Linked DNA regions of Mus musculus: region 2 is linked to region 1. The links are chromatin contacts, called in public HiChIP or PLAC-seq maps. All regions are on one chromosome and are shown on one strand. Each heading gives the region's core, a stretch centred on a gene start, on an enhancer-like site or on the middle of the called end of the contact. The rest is flanking DNA. Distances are from core to core; before and after follow the strand shown.

Evidence for each region. HiChIP or PLAC-seq counts read pairs in DNA pulled down with a chosen protein or histone mark.
Region 2: an H3K27ac HiChIP or PLAC-seq map of microglia shows a contact between it and region 1, with 5 times the contacts expected there. The contact joins two enhancer-like sites. A contact is called at or near these places in 2 of 39 promoter capture datasets (liver and pre-B cells) and 1 of 115 datasets of contacts at active chromatin or transcription factors (microglia).

The regions. Positions count from the first base shown.
Region 1 is chr2:167,052,041-167,059,657 of GRCm38.p6, reverse strand. It overlaps Znfx1 (zinc finger, NFX1-type containing 1), which reads left to right. Exons shown (of 14, transcript NM_001033196.2): 3 at 2,717-4,504. Among named protein-coding and RNA genes, the nearest start is that of Zfas1, 7.1 kb to the left of the region's middle. Within about 2 kb of position 2,632, at least 26 of the 459 cell types and tissues checked have an H3K27ac peak or open chromatin away from gene starts, as enhancers often do. A contact at or near this core is called in microglia, where this site is marked.
Region 2 is chr2:167,698,569-167,706,185 of GRCm38.p6, reverse strand. No RefSeq gene overlaps it. Among named protein-coding and RNA genes, the nearest start is that of A530013C23Rik, 12 kb to the right of the region's middle. Within about 2 kb of position 4,500, at least 52 of the 459 cell types and tissues checked have an H3K27ac peak or open chromatin away from gene starts, as enhancers often do. A contact at or near this core is called in microglia, where this site is marked.

The sequences.
Region 1 (7,617 bases), core at 1,383-3,882:
AGAAACAGACTGACTGGTGGTTTGCAGCCGGGCTGCCCAATAGAAACTGCGTCTAATCGCCAATAGCATCGTTAGGAAATTTAAAAGGATAACCAATAGCATTAATTTTTAATGATGTGTGTGTGTGTGTAAATCAGAAGACTTCTCCTAAGAGTTGGGTTTTTTCCTTCTATCATGTGGTCTTGAGGACTGAACTGACATTGTCAGGGTTGGTTAGCAAGTGCCCTCATCGACTGAGTCTTGAAATTTTTTTTTTTCTAATTTAATGGCAACTCAGTAAAATGTAATGCTCTAGTTTCTTAAGTTAATGATATTAAGATATTAACACTTTATGAGAATTAACGTGCATAGACACCTGTGGGTCAAAGCATTCATATACATAAAATGATAATAGTGTTTATAATAATAAATATTTTAAGAATTAGAGGCCACATTGGGTTACAGGATTAGAGCCTATCTCCACCAGAAAAAAAAAAAAGACCCTAGTCAGGTGGCTTCTTTAATCCCAGCAGCAGGAAGGTAGAAGCAAACAAATTTCTGTGTTTTAAGCCAGTGTAGTTAGTGAATTGCAGGCCAACCAGGATTACACAGTGAGACCTGGCATCAAACAAAACAAAATAAACAAAAGACCCACTTAAGTGTATTTGCATCTGACAGGGTTTCTCAGCATCCCGGCTGTCCAGGAACTCACTCTGTATAGGATGGCCTTGAACTCAGAGATCCTCTTGCTTCTTTCTGCCTCTGTCTCTCAAGTGCTGGAATTAAAGAGCCACCACTGCCTGGCCAGTCTGTCATCTTAAATCTTAAGTGTTAAGGAGGATGAATGAGACGGGGTTTCCAAAGGGGAGGTCTGGAAAGGGGAAAACATTTGAAATGTAAATAAGGAAAATATCCAAGAAAAAATAAATCTTTAAAAAAAAATCTGAAGTAGCTTTCCTAAGTTTTATTGTCAAATTGTGAATCACAAATTGCAAATCACAGCATTCTGCTAAGGCCAGCTGTAGAATCCCTGTAGAGGGAAGGAAAGTGATGGCTGCCTCCCTGGGTCCCAGGGTCCCTGTGTAAGACAAGCAGTTGTAAGGGGGGGGGGGATAATTAGTTTCGATTTTAAGTTTCCTGAATCAGAGTTGAGTTTCAGGTTTCAGTTTTCATTTTCCAACAAGGAAACTGGGTGCTGGTGCTTCCTTCTCTCCACAGTCTGTGGATTAGCCACAAAAATAAAAAAAACCATCTTGGAAGGGGGAGGCACTGCCTTCCTCCTTCCCATTCAAGCTGCATTTCCTGTTGCAGGGCAAAGATCAGGTGGTGTTTCCTTCATAGTTTGATTCCACTTGGCCTTGTAGCACGTGATAGCTGTTTAGCAGAGGAGCTGCAGAAGTCACAAGGTAGTCCGAGAGTAATTTTTATGTGTTTTAAAATAAATTTCCTCTGATTAAGTCTACATGAAACATTGAGATACACATTGGCAGTGTTTACCTGATGGTTTTTTTTTTGTTTTGTTTTGGTTTTTTGGTTTTTTTTTTCAGGGTTTCTCTGAATAGCCCTGGCTGTCCTGGAACTCACTCTGTAGACCACACTGGCCTCGAACTCAGAAATCCCACCTACCTCTGCCTCCTGAGTGCTGGGATTAAAGACGTGCGCTACCACTGCCTGGCTACCTGATGTTTTATAAACATTTTATCAATAGCAGCCAAACACTAAGAGACGGAGAAACTGCCCAAGGCTCCACAGTGAGGAAGTGACCATGCCTTGCTGCTGACTCTTGTCTTCTGACTTTTGTGCTGGCCAGAGACTAGAACCTTTTGAAAGTTAGACACCAGCATGGGGCACAAAGTAAGATGAAATACAGTAACCTCTCCACCATTGCCGGAGCGCTCACAGGAGCTCACTTGGTTTCTGTTTTGTATCTTTCAGGAAACAGTCTCTTCTATACAGCAACAGTAATCATTTTTTCGTGTACTATTGTCATAGAACCCAGGGCCTCATGTATTGAAGGCAAGTGTACTACCACTGTCTAGGTCCCACAGACAACACACACACACAGACACACACACACCAGCTTCTTGCCGTGTAGCCCAAGCTAACTTCTAAGAAACTATGCTATCCAAGTTGGCCTTGAATGATCCTCCTGCTTCAGTCTCTGAGGACAACAGTTAGGAGCCACCACACCTGGCTGGCTCTGTAGCTCTGTATTTTATTTATTATACAATTTTATAAGAAACCTTAAAAAATTAATAATCTGGGTGTGGTGGTGCATACCTTTAATCCCAGCACCAGAGAGGAGGAGACAGGTGGATCTCTGTGAGATCAAGGCCAGCCTGGTTTACAGAGTGAGTTCCAGGACAGCCAGGGCTACATACTAAGACTGTTTTGAAGAGACAAAATAAAACTTACTGTTTTTTTAACAACCCTGTCTGTGTTATGGGCACGTGTGTGCCTGTGCTTGCAGAGCCAGAGGCACTGAATCCCCGTGGAGCTGGAGTTAGAGCAGTTTTGTACTGTCCAGTGTGGATGCTGGGAACTAATCTCTGAAAGAACAGTGTGTGCTCTTAACTGCTAAGCTATCACCCTCTCAACCCTTGGCGAGAAACTTCAATCTCTACAAGCAAAGTCTGAGCTGCTTGTTTGTTTTGGAAGATGAAAGTGTATTCATTATTGTCTTATTGGGCGTCGTGACTCCTCCACTCTGCTTACCCAGTGTCCCCATTGTGTTTAGGTCCTATGGATGGAGAATTGCCACCAAGAGCTAGAAACCAGACCAATAACCCAGCAGCCACCAACCATGCTGGAAGGCATCTGAGGGCCAGCAACCATCCTGCTCCTTTCCGACAGAGGGAAGAGAGATTTAGGGCTATGGGCAGGAACCCACATCAGGGAAGAAGAAACCAGGAAGGGCATACCAGTGACGAAGCTAGAGACCAGAGACAAAGCCAGAATGACACCAGGAGGAGGAATGACGACCAGGAAGGTAGGAGCCACAGACCACCATGGTCCAGCGACACTTTCCAGCAGTGGCACACCCCACCCCAGAAGCCAGGAGAGCAGCCACAGCAGACCAAGAGACTGGGCTACAAGTTCCTGGAGAGCCTCCTGCAGAAGGAGCCCTCTGAGGTGGCCATCACGCTTGCCACAAGCCTAGGGCTCAAGGAACTGCTTTCTCATTCCTCCATGAAGCCCAGCTTCCTTCAGCTGATCTGCCAAGTTCTCCGGAAGGCGTGCAGCTCCCGGATAGACCGTCAGAGCATCCTGCATGTGCTGGGCATCCTGAACAACTCCAAGTTCCTCCGAGTCTGCCTGCCAGCTTACGTGGTGGGGATGATCACGGAGCCCAGCCCCGACATTCGGAACCAGTACCCAGAACACATAAGCAATATCATCTCCCTCCTCCAGGACCTCGTCAGTGTCTTCCCTGCCAGCTCTATGCAGGAAACCTCCATGCTCATCTCTCTCCTGCCGACTTCTCTTAATGCTTTGAGAGCCTCTGGGGTTGACATAGAAGAGGAGACAGAGAAGAACCTGGAAAAGGTACAGGCTATCATTAAGTATCTGCAGGAAAAGAGGCGCCAGGGCAGTCTGAGAGTAGACACCTACACTCTAGTGCAGGCTGAGGCGGAAGGGGAGGTTGAGAGCTACCGGGCCATGCCCATCTACCCCACCTACAACGAGGTGCACCTAGATGAGAAGCCCTTCCTTCGCCCCAACATCATTTCCGGGAAATACGAGAGCACTGCTGTCTACCTCGACACTCACTTCCGCCTCCTGCGAGAGGATTTTGTTAGGCCCCTTCGGGAAGGCATTTTGAAGCTTCTACAAAGCTTCGAGGACCAGTGTCTGAGGAAGAGGAAGTTCGATGACATCCGAATCTACTTTGACGCTAGGATCATCACCCCGATGTGCTCAGCCTCTGGCATCGTGTACAAAGTGCAGTTTGACACCAAGCCGCTCAAGCTTGTTCGCTGGCAGAATTCCAAGCGACTGCTGTATGGGTCCTTAGTGTGCATGTCCAAGGACAACTTCGAGACGTTTCTTTTTGCCACCGTTTCAAACCGAGAGCACGAAGATCTCTGCCAAGGGATTGTCCAGCTGTGCTTCAACGAGCAGAGCCAGCAGCTGCTGGCTGACGTTCAGCCCTCTGACTCTTTCCTCATGGTGGAGACAACAGCCTACTTTGAGGCTTATCGGCATGTCCTGGAAGGGCTACAAGAGGTCCAGGAAGAAGATGTCCCCTTCCAGAGGAACATTGTGCAGTGTGACTCCTATGTGAGGAACCCGAGGTACTTGCTAATGGGTGGCAGATATGACTTCACCCCCCTCATGGAGAATCCCTCAGCCATGAGGAAGTCTCTGAGAGGTGCTGAGGCTTTGAGACATCCTAGGATTAATGTCTTTGACTTTGGCCAATGGCCCTCCAAAGAAGCCCTGAAGCTGGATGACTCCCAGATGGAAGCCTTACAGTTCGCCCTCACCAAGGAGCTGGCTATCATTCAAGGACCTCCTGGAACAGGTAAGAGGATTCCTCAGAGTCTGTGGCATCACACAGGGAGATTTCGCTCTAGATGTCTAGCATGCCTCATTTAGAACTATTTCCCTGAAATGCAGTGAATATCACCTGTGGCATAGACACTTATAGTTCCTAGTGGGGACCATTCCCAGGGGCAAGCATAGTGATGGAGCAGAATCTTCAGTTCACAAGAGGACTGCGGGTAACAGGTGCTTCTTCTCTTCCACAGGTTGGTTGGCTATCTTAAATTAAGTACTATCAGATATATAATTACAGTGTGATGTAATTGCCTTGCTTTATATATGTTAGGTCACTGTCGTGACAATAGCCCTCCTTGGTAAGTAAAACCATCTGCAGATGGAAAAAACTAAGGGGAAACTTCCTCTCACTTAAGAGCTCTGAGGTGCTTTGAAGCTCACACAGTGAGCAGACCTGGGATGTGAACTTGGGCAGCCTAGATGGAGCATCCTGGCTCCTCTCTCTGCTGCACTTGAGGGCTCCCACTCACATGACTCCCCACACGCACTCTCACCCTACTCTGGAAAAGTAGTTATGGTTACTTACAATCTGTCTGAACTGTTTTGGTTTGGTTTGGTTTGGTTTTTTTCGAGACAGGGTTTCTCTGTGTAGCCCTGGCTGTCCTGGAATTCACTCTGTAGACCAGGCTGGCCTCGAACTCAGGAATCCACCTGCCTCTGCCTCCCGAGTGCTGGGATTAAAGGCATGAGCCACCATACCCGGCTCTGACCCGTATTTATCCCTGTGGTTTTGTGTACATTTTTATTTAACAATATGCATACAACCATGCTTGTATGTGACTTGCTTTGAGTTTATTATTTATGTTAACAGATATGTAAAGACTGCTAAATTAACTTCCCAAAGCATATACAAAATTAGACAGGGAGGCAGAAGCAAGTCTTCAAAGTATTGATAAGTAAGGGCAATTCATGATTTTTTTTTTATTAAATTAGACATGATGGCTCACACTTTTTTTTTACGATTTATTTATTATTATATTTGTTATTATATCTAAGATGCACCAGAAGAGGGCGTCAGATCTCATTACAGATGGTTGTGAGCCACCATGTGGTTGCTGGAATTTGAACTCAGGACCTCTGGAAGAGCAGTCAGTGCCCTTAACCACTGAGCCATCTCTCCAGCCCTGATGGCTCACACTTTTAATCCTAGTACTCAAGAGGCAGAGACGAGTGGATCTCTGTGACTTCGATCTCTGTGAAACTGGTCTGCATAGTGAGTCCCCTGACAGCTACGCTACAGAGGGAGAGCTTTAAAAAAACAAAAGGTTTTGCTGGCATGGTATCCCCAGCACTTGGGAAATGGAAACAAGATGAGGATTTTCTGTTGCTACCATGTTCAAGGTCGGCTTGTAGCTATATCTCTGCCCTCCCAAACAAAGACATTGAGCAGAATAGAAAGTTTCTTTGTAATAAGAAGAGCTGCTGTGATAGGAGCGTGTGCAGGGGAGAGGGGGAGGAGCAGCCCATTTAGGATTCTGGGTGAATCAGACTTTTCAGGCCAAGCCAACTGATACTGGGTTTTGTTCCTTCGAGATATGAAGTTTTCTGGCTCACTAATTTTAGTATTACCTTTTAAGAAATAACTGCTCACATTTCTAAAAGTCACATGGCTCCCTCCTGCTACCCCCCTCCCCAGTCCCTTCCTTAAGCAAATGACATAAATGATTTTCCTGTGTATTCATGCAGGGATTAACACATGAGTCTTCACACACTTACGCTTGGGTTCATGTGTCCCTGCTGTAACCCTCTTTGCAGTCCCTCTGTTCCTGTCGTCATGGAGATGCTTGCCTGTTAGAGTATGAGGTGTGTTCATGGGGCCTCCAGGCAGTTCTCACCATGAGCTCCGCTGTGTCAGCAGACCATGAGCTGCTTGACAGGTTCCCTTACTAGCGATGCTGTTCACACACTGCGTCCAGAAGAGAGGTCAACAGCTGTATCGAGAGTGATACCCATTTGTAATTTTATGTTCTTTATTTGTTTATTTGTTCTTTTTGAGACAGGAATTCACTATGTTGCTTTGATTGGCCTGGAACTTGCTCTGTAGACTAGGCTGGCCTCAGACTCACAGAGCTCCACCCGCTCTCGCTTCCTGGGTGTTAGAATGAAAAGCATTGCCGGGGCCTAGCAAACACAGAAGTGGATGATCACAGTCAGCTATTGGATGGGTCACACGGCCCCCAATGGAGGAGCTAGAGAAATTACCCAAGGAGCTAAAGGGAACTGCAACCCTATAGGTGGAACAACAATATGAACTAACCAGTACCCGGGAGCTCTCGTCTTTAGCTGCATATGTATCAAAAGATGGCCTAGTCGGCCATCACTGCAAAGAGAGGCCCATTGGACTTGCAAACTTTATATGCCCCAGTACAGGGGAACCCCAGGGCCAAAAAGGGGGAGTGGGTGGGTAGGGGATTGGGGGGGTGGGTATGGCGGACTTTTGGGATAGCATTGAAAATGTAAACGAGGAAAATACCTAATAAAAAAAATTGAAAAAAAAAAAAAAGAATGAAAAGCATTGCTGCCATGCCTGGCTGAGCTGCTTTCCAGTGTATTTGAGTGTTCTGCGTGCATTTAAATGTACCATACACTTGCAGGAGCCAACAAGGTGTTGGCGCTCCCTTGGAACTGGAGGGGCAGATAATTGTGACCTGCAGTGTTGGAGCAGGGACTTGAACCCAGGTCCTCTGCCAGAAGAACACGTGTTCACAACAGTTCAGGCATCCCTCTAGCTCCCATTTATTATGTTAACAAGGACACTATTGTTACATTGTTTTCCAACTGTAGCATCACAGTGATTAATTTATATTCCTTCAGTAATTAAATTAAATTCAGCTGGGCGTGGTGGCGCACGGCTTTAATCCCAGCACTTGGGAGGCAGAGGCAGTCTGACCATCTCTGAGTTCGAGACCAGCCTGGTCTACGGAGTGAGTTCCAGGACAGCCAATGCTACACAGAGAAACCCTGTCTCAGAAAAAAAAAAAATTCAGAGTGGCTCACAACTGCATATGACTTTAGCTCCAGGGGTCAGGTGCTGGTTCTGACCTCTGAGGTTGATTGCACATTTATACAGGACGTGTA
Region 2 (7,617 bases), core at 3,251-5,750, 640 kb before region 1:
TTCTCTGTCCCTGTCCCCCAGCCCACCTGACCCCTGGTCTCCAGCCTGAGGTCTGGGTAGATACTCTTCTGGCTAGCCCCAGGGGCACAGGGCAGGGACAGGTGTCTTCTTCCCAGCCTCCTCCTGGACAGGACCCTGCTCCTTTCTTCCAGCTCTGCCCTGGCTAGGTCAACCCAAACCAGCACCTACTGCCCTCTCCTTCAGGGAGCTGAGGTGTGGTTCCGGTCCTCCTGGGAACACAAGATTGAGTAGGTTCTGTAGGCCTGAGCCTCCCTGAGCGCCCCCCACCCCCTTTACACATGGAGAAACCGAAGCTCAGAGAGGGCGCACCACTGGCATAGGGCCACACAGCTAATTGCAGGCAGAATATGACCCCAGGGCCTTGGGCAGGGCTTCAGAGAGACTCCCTCCCCTTCCAGCCCCCAGCTTCCTTCCGCAGAGGCCACTGGGCCTCCTGTCCTGGGAGTTCTTCCAGAACCATCCACGCATCGCCTGCTTCTCACACAGGTAGAGAAACAATCCACTCTTTCTGCACCTGCATGGTGTCTGAGATTCCAGAGAGCTGGTCTGGCTGAAAGCTTCTATCCCCCAGGGCCGCCAGCAGCCTGACAGCTTCCACCAGGCCTCCTCCCCACATCCTAGATGCCAGTCTCGTCTGGTCCAGGAAGTGTCAGCGGTCCCTCATGCCCCCCCTGCACACATATGTGCACACATGTATATGTACACATATGTGGACCCCCTCACCTCCAAGTCTGCTAAGCTATAGGACAGAAGAATCCTGGAACATGGCATAAGGTCTTAATAAGGGCCTACGGGTGGCCTTGACAAACTACAGCTCTCTAGGTCCAGACACCCCCAGAGCAGAAGCCCCCAAAGCTGGAGGCTCCTGGCCGTGACCATCAGTAGTAGACTAGAATAGGGCAGATGGTGGACAGTTGGGCTAGCCTCTGGCTGGAAAGGCTCCTGGGTGAGGAAGGCTGGACACCCAGATCTCCTTAAAGCCCTTTCTCCTTGCTTGTGTGCTGAGGTTCTTGAAGAGTGGGGGTTAATAAAGCTAGCAATAGAAGGAAGCATCAACCAAGCCAGAACACCGATGGGAGCTATGAGAGAGGACCACACAGCCAGGAACCAGTCCCTGGGATGCTGAACAAGGGGTGCTGGGAACCCCCTAGGGGTTTGATCCTCTTCTACCCCTCCCAGGAGGCCAGCTGAGACCTGCTTTCTCCTGGAGTCATCCCTTTCGTCCAACCCACTGGATCCTCCCATCCACCTGTCCATAGCCTGAGAGAAGTTCTCCGTGCCCTGAGGCCCTGCCTGGGGTTACAAAGGAGGATGTGAGGGCGGAGGGAACAGAGCTCTCATGCCAAGAGACCACCTCCATCAGGTAGCCCACCCATGACTCACAATTAGAGCCCACAGGGTCTCTGAGATCAAGCAGGTTGGCTGCTGGGGCTTGCTTGTGTCTGTCCCCCATGCTGTCCACTGGCGCTGGTCACAGAGGGACCCACGCCTGGCTTAGCTGCCCAGGTACAAAAGTGCAGAGGTCAGAGCTTGCTTGAGAATTTGAGAAATGTGCATGGTGCCTTCATAACCCACAGCCAAACCATGGGCGTGGCCCGGGGTCCACTGATAGCCAGCTGGAGGACAGTAAGCAGCTTGTCACTTGGAGGTCTATGGCACTGTAGGAAACCAGGCACTAAGCACCACAGATGGACCCCAAAAAGGGCTGCCAAGACAAAGACACTAAACACAAGAGCAGGCACCCCAGGGGGTGGCTCGCAGGTCAGTTGCCCTGGGGGAAGTCAGGAGAAAGGTTGTTGGGCCATGGGCAGAGGATCCAGGGCAAGCCTTCAGGGTGACCCCCACTAGGAAAACACTTCAAGCACCTGCCTTCACTGCTCCTGTGACCACTAAAAGTTCACATGGTCAAAAGAGCTAATAGAGAAAAAAGATATACACTTGCAAAGAGTTTTTAAAAAGGCATAAACAAGAGGTTTGAACTTGAACCCCCTAGTCAAAAGCCCCCATGGGTGTGCGAAGAAGGTTCAACCTGTGCCTGGCCATCCAGCATCGATCTTGGCTTCATGGCAAATGTCTCTGAGTGTCCACACGTACTGCTAAAGCGGTTTTCATTTTTGACCAATAGGAATACAAGCAGAGACCGACACACCAGGAGTTCAATGTCAGCCTGGTTCGCAGAATGAGATTGTCTCAAGTAAGTGGAGCTGGGTCTAAAGGCTCAGGTCTATGATCCCAGCTGCCCAGGAAGCTGAGGCCTGCCCTGAAGTTTGGACTACAGAGCAGGTCCTAGGCAGACCTGGGCAACTGAGCAAGACACAGTCTCAAAATAAAGAATTAAAAATTGGCTGGTGATGTAGCTCAGTAGCAGAGCATTTGCCTTGTATATACAAGGCCCTAGGTTCAATCCCCCATCCTCCCACAGCCACCACGAACAGTGATTTTTAAGACTGGGATTGGGGAAGAGGGCTCAGTTGGTACCTGACTCCCAACCCTAGAACCCATGTGCAAAAGCTGGGTTTGATGGCTCACACTTGTGAGGAGGGGAAGACAGGTGGGTCCCTGGGGCTCACTGGCCAGCCTGGCCTGCTTGCTGAGTTCCAAGCTGGTAGGAAACCTTGTCTCAAAATCAAGGTGGATGGGGCCTGAGGAAGGGCACCCAAGCTTGACCTGTGGCAACACGAAGAAGAAGAAGAAGAAGAAGAAGAAGAAGAAGAAGAAGAAGAAGAAGAAGAAGAAGAAGAAGAAGAAGAAGAAGAGGAGGAGGAGGAGGAGGAGGAGGAGGAGGAGGAGGAGGAGGAGGAGGAGGAGGAGGAGGAGGAGGAGGAGGAGGAGGAGGAGGAGGAGGAGGAGGAGGAGGAGGAAGAAGAAGAGGAGGAGGGAGGGAGGGGGGAGGGGGAGGGGGAAGGAGGAGGGGAAGGAAGAAGAAGGAAGAAGAAGGAAGAAGAAGGAAGAAGACGAAGAAGAAGGCGACAAGGACGACATGCCAGCCAGGAGTCAAGAGTGACAGCTGCTGCTGTTAGCTTGCACTGGCCCACACTTTCTCTTCTTCTCCTCTTTCTCCTTGTTTTGAATTTTGTTTTTTAATTTAGGTTTATTTATTTGTGTGTGTATGTTTGAGTGTCTCACCATTCACGTGTGGAGGTCAGAGGACACACGTGGGAATTGGTTCTCTCCTTCTGCTGTGTGGGCCCTGGAGAGCAAACTCAGGTGATCAGCTTAGTGACAAGCACCTTTTCCCACTCAGCCATTTTGACAGCGTCGTTCTGTTTTTATTTTTATTTATTTATTTTTTTAAACCGAGATCTCATTCTGGAGCCCAGGCTGGCCACACAAATGAGCTTTCTGCAGGACCTCCTGAGTGCTAGGATCGAGACCTATCCTGGCATGTCCCCAGAAGCCTACCCCAGTCCCCCTTAGATTGCTGAAAACCTTTCCCAAAACCACTGTGGTTGGTAAGAGTCCTCTACGACCCCAGACAGTCAGGAAGGGGCTTTTCTAGAACTTTCCATTTTGTTCTGGCAGGCTGGGATTTGAGAGCCCCCTTCCTACCTACCTTGGCAATTCCAGGATGCAAGCACTGGAGTGAGCCCCACTCTCCTCTGAGTGGAAGGCTTACTGCCCGGTTGAGGCTAAGAGGTTGGGTTCTGGGGCTGGAAACCCAGGCCCAGGGCCCATGTTGCCAAGTTAGATGAAACTGGATTTGTACCCAAGCCTGGAGGCAAGAGATCCCACGCTCTGACCCAGGAAGCAAGGCAAAAGCCACGGGAGGTAGGTGGAGGCCCGGGAGAGATGGATGCCCCACTGGGGCCTGTGCCCCACTGACCCCCCTCCCCACTTGGAGCTGCAGCTCTGGATTGGACCTTCTTTGCCAAGCTGCTTTCGCCATCTCCATCAGGCCCTGGGGAGCCTCCCAGATTGCAGTGGGGCTCTTCCTGCTCGAGAGGCCAGGCCAGTGCAGCAGGAAGGGAGAACATGCCGGTATCCTCAGAGCTGGGTTCAAGTCAGGTCCTGAAACCCACTTGCTGTGTGACCTCCAACAATTTGAACTCTGGGATTGTTTTAGCTTTTCTCCTTCATCTCAGATGCCTAGGACGTCCCTTCCCCCAGAGACACTATTGCCTGCACAGGCTCCTCTGCTCGCTGGCTTGCTGGTTCTCTGGGTTGTTCGCTGGATCTGCCTGCCTGCCTGCCGGCTTGGCTGGCTTGCTTGCTTTCTTTCTTGTCTGTCTGTCTGCCTGCCTGCCTGCCTGCCTGCCTGCCCTCCTGCCTGCCTGCCTCCCTCCCTGACTGCTTGCCTGCCTGCCTCCCTCCCTGCCCTCCTGCCTGCCTCCCTCCCTCCCTGACTGTTTGCTTGCCTGCCTGCCTACCTGCCTCCCATCCACCTCACTCTCCTCTGTTTCAATGTGTTCTTCCCACTATTCGGTTGTGTCACTGACTTCAGGTTTGAGCTGGGTGGCACAGCGTATAAGGAAGTGGGTCAGATGCACCGAGCTCTGTGAACCTTTTGTGGATTTCCTTTTGCTTTTGTTGTTTTCCAAAGTAGTGCCTCATGTGGCTCATGCTGGCTTCAAACTCCCTGTGTAGGGGAAGATGACCTTCAACCTCTCTGACTGTCCTGCTTCCATCTCCCTAAAGCTGAGATGGCAGGCGTGCACCACCGTGATACCATGTTTTTACCCAGGGAATGAAACCCAGGGCCTCTTGACATTAGGCAAATGCTCTACCAATCGAGCCTGGCCCATTGTATACAGTTCTATAAGTGGGTTTGGATGTATCTAAAGGACCACCTTCCCATAAGATCCAGACACCTCTTAGCTGTTCAGGGGGCTTCCTGATGCCCCTACCGAGGCAGTAACTCTCCTGCCCACAGAGCAAACTGCCAGGGTGACTGGGACCTCCCTTCAGTTTTGGAGTGGAAGACTTAGCACACAGAGTGGCCCTTTGTGTCTAGCATCCTCGCACAGTGAACACCTCCAAGATTCACCAGCCAGGTGCTCAGATCTGCAGCTCATCTGTGGTTTTGCTGTCCTCGGGACTATTCCTCGGCTTTGGTTTGAGACTGTGAGGGCTGTAACTGCTGTGGGCCCACAAGCCTTTTGCAAGTGTTTTCTTTCTCTTGGGTGCATTGGAGGTCAGAGTTTCTCTTCGTATCCTGCAGAGAAATGGGAAGACTCTCGTGTGAGGCTCCAGGCTGTCTCCCTAGGCTGCTCTTCCCACAGCTTCCCTGCACTTTGGCCCTCTTTTCTTGTGATTTTTTTTTTAATTTTTGTGACAGTCTCAAATCATTGTGCAGCCTACGATGGCCTGAACCAAGACACCCCCCTAAGAGCCAGTAATCTGGGCACATGCTGCCCGAGCCAGCTTAGCATTACCCTTCCATCTGCATTTGAGAATGAGTTGTAAACATGACATCACCCCCATCCAGTATCTCCTGACTTTCATCTCATGCACATGTGTGTACACACCAGCATATACACATTCACATGTGTGCAATCACACACAGTACTAAAACTGAGTTCAAGTCAACATCACAATTGTTCCCCTGTGGGTCTTCTGACATTTGTCTGGTCCAGAGTGACATAAGTCCCTTTCATTGTGTTTGGGGTCTAACTGTCTAAAGTACTTCCTTCCCGGCATTGCCTCAATTTTCATGACCTCCAGATGACTGAGGGTCCCAGCCAGCTGTTCTGTAGGGCATTCCTTGGTTTGAATTCACCCCACATTCTCGGGGGGGGGGGAAGCTAGAGCTGGCTCTCTGCTCCTGCACAGGGACAACAGGAGTGACACTGGGTTCCTGGGTGTCGTGTAAAGACACCTGCAATTTGTCTCCTGGCTAGAAAATGAGGACAGGGAAGTGTCCCATCCCACTGAGCGATTTCAAGGATTAAATGAGACACAGCCCAAGGACTGATTTTGCAATGTTCTCTCCCTGTATCTGACCTATCTCGCCAGCCCTGGCCCTGACCAACCCAGGAAGAGACAGGAATACGGGGGGGCTTGGGATTCATCCCCCCTGGTTGCAGGCAGGCTGATGCTGGCTCTCCCTGATCTCCTAACCAAATGACAGGGACAGGGAAAGCAGTATGTCCCACAAACCACCGAGAGACACTTAATCTCCCTCCATACCAGAGATTTCTCAACCAAAAGCAGTTTTGCCTCCAAGTAACAGCTGGAAGCTTCGATGGGAAGCCTGGCATGGTGTTGCATACCTGCTAGCCCAGCAGTGGCTGAGGCAGGGGGATGGCAAGTTAAAGGCCAATGTGGGTTATACAAGGAGATCCTATCGCAAACAAACAAATCTAAGAGTGGGTACTTACTGCTGTAATCTCAGCACTCAGGACACTGAGGCAGAAGGGTCACCATGCATTCAAGACCCCATTTCAGGGAGAAGCCAGTGGAGTCTGGTAGGTGAAGACAGGAGTTGTGGTACCTTCTCTCTGATGCATGGAAAGCCCAGAAGAGAAAGTGACCCCATTCCAAAAGCCACCAGTGTTGAGTCCGCGGCACCCTGACCCACACCGGACCTAAGTCATCCAGTAGTGACAGGTAGGCCTCACCATCACTGTCTCCTATCTGGGCCCAGCGGCTGATGAGAAAAGAGCCAGCTCTGACATCCAGCATACCCAGAACTTGATGAAGAGTCTCATCTTATGAAGAGTAAGTCACAGATCCTATGCCATTGTTTTGCAAGCACTCAGAGGCTTCAGAGAGTCTGAGGACCCCCAACCTCTGAGAAGCTGAGGGGGGGGGCTTATGGGGCAGCCAAGCCTTGTCCTCAGAGCACCAGGACAGGCATCCGGGATTCAGAACCCCAGACAAGTTTAAACATCAACAAATTAAAGTGTCAATGAGGATGCTCTAATGATGGTGGTGATGCTGGCTTAACCCTCCAGATAATAAAGAAATGATGGCTCTATAGCGGTAAAAATAAACGAGGGGCTGGTAGATGCCTCTGTGGGTAAGGTGCTTGCTTTGCAAGCTTAAGGGCCTGTGTTCAGAACCCCAGGACCCACGTCAAAGCCATGTGTGATGATGTGAGCCTGTAACCTCAGTGCTGGGGAGGGGGAGACAGGCTGACCCTAGGCCAGACAGTGCAACCCAAGCCATGAGCTCCAGGTTCAGTGAAAGAGCCTGTATCTAAAAATAAGGTAGAGAGCCACCGAGGAAGACACCAGCCTGTGACCTACTGCCTCCACAGGTGCACATGCCCCCCATGAAAACACACACGCGTGTGCGCATGTATGCACGTGCACACACATACACACACGCAAACACAATGTGTGCACATACATACCACACGAACCACACACACCATACACACACACCACACACACATATCACATACTATACACATACCAGACTCGTCATACCATACACACCACACACACACACACATACAAACCAGTCAATAAATAGTTAGGTAATTAGAAGTATGTATAGGTCAAGGCTCAGTGGGGAAACGTGCTTACTGCCAAGCCTGACCACCTGAGTTGATCCTCTGGACCCACAGTGAGGGGAGAGCCAACCCCTCCTACAAGTTGTCCTCTGACATCCACCACACAGATAAATAAATAAGTCAATAAATAGTCACAAAAG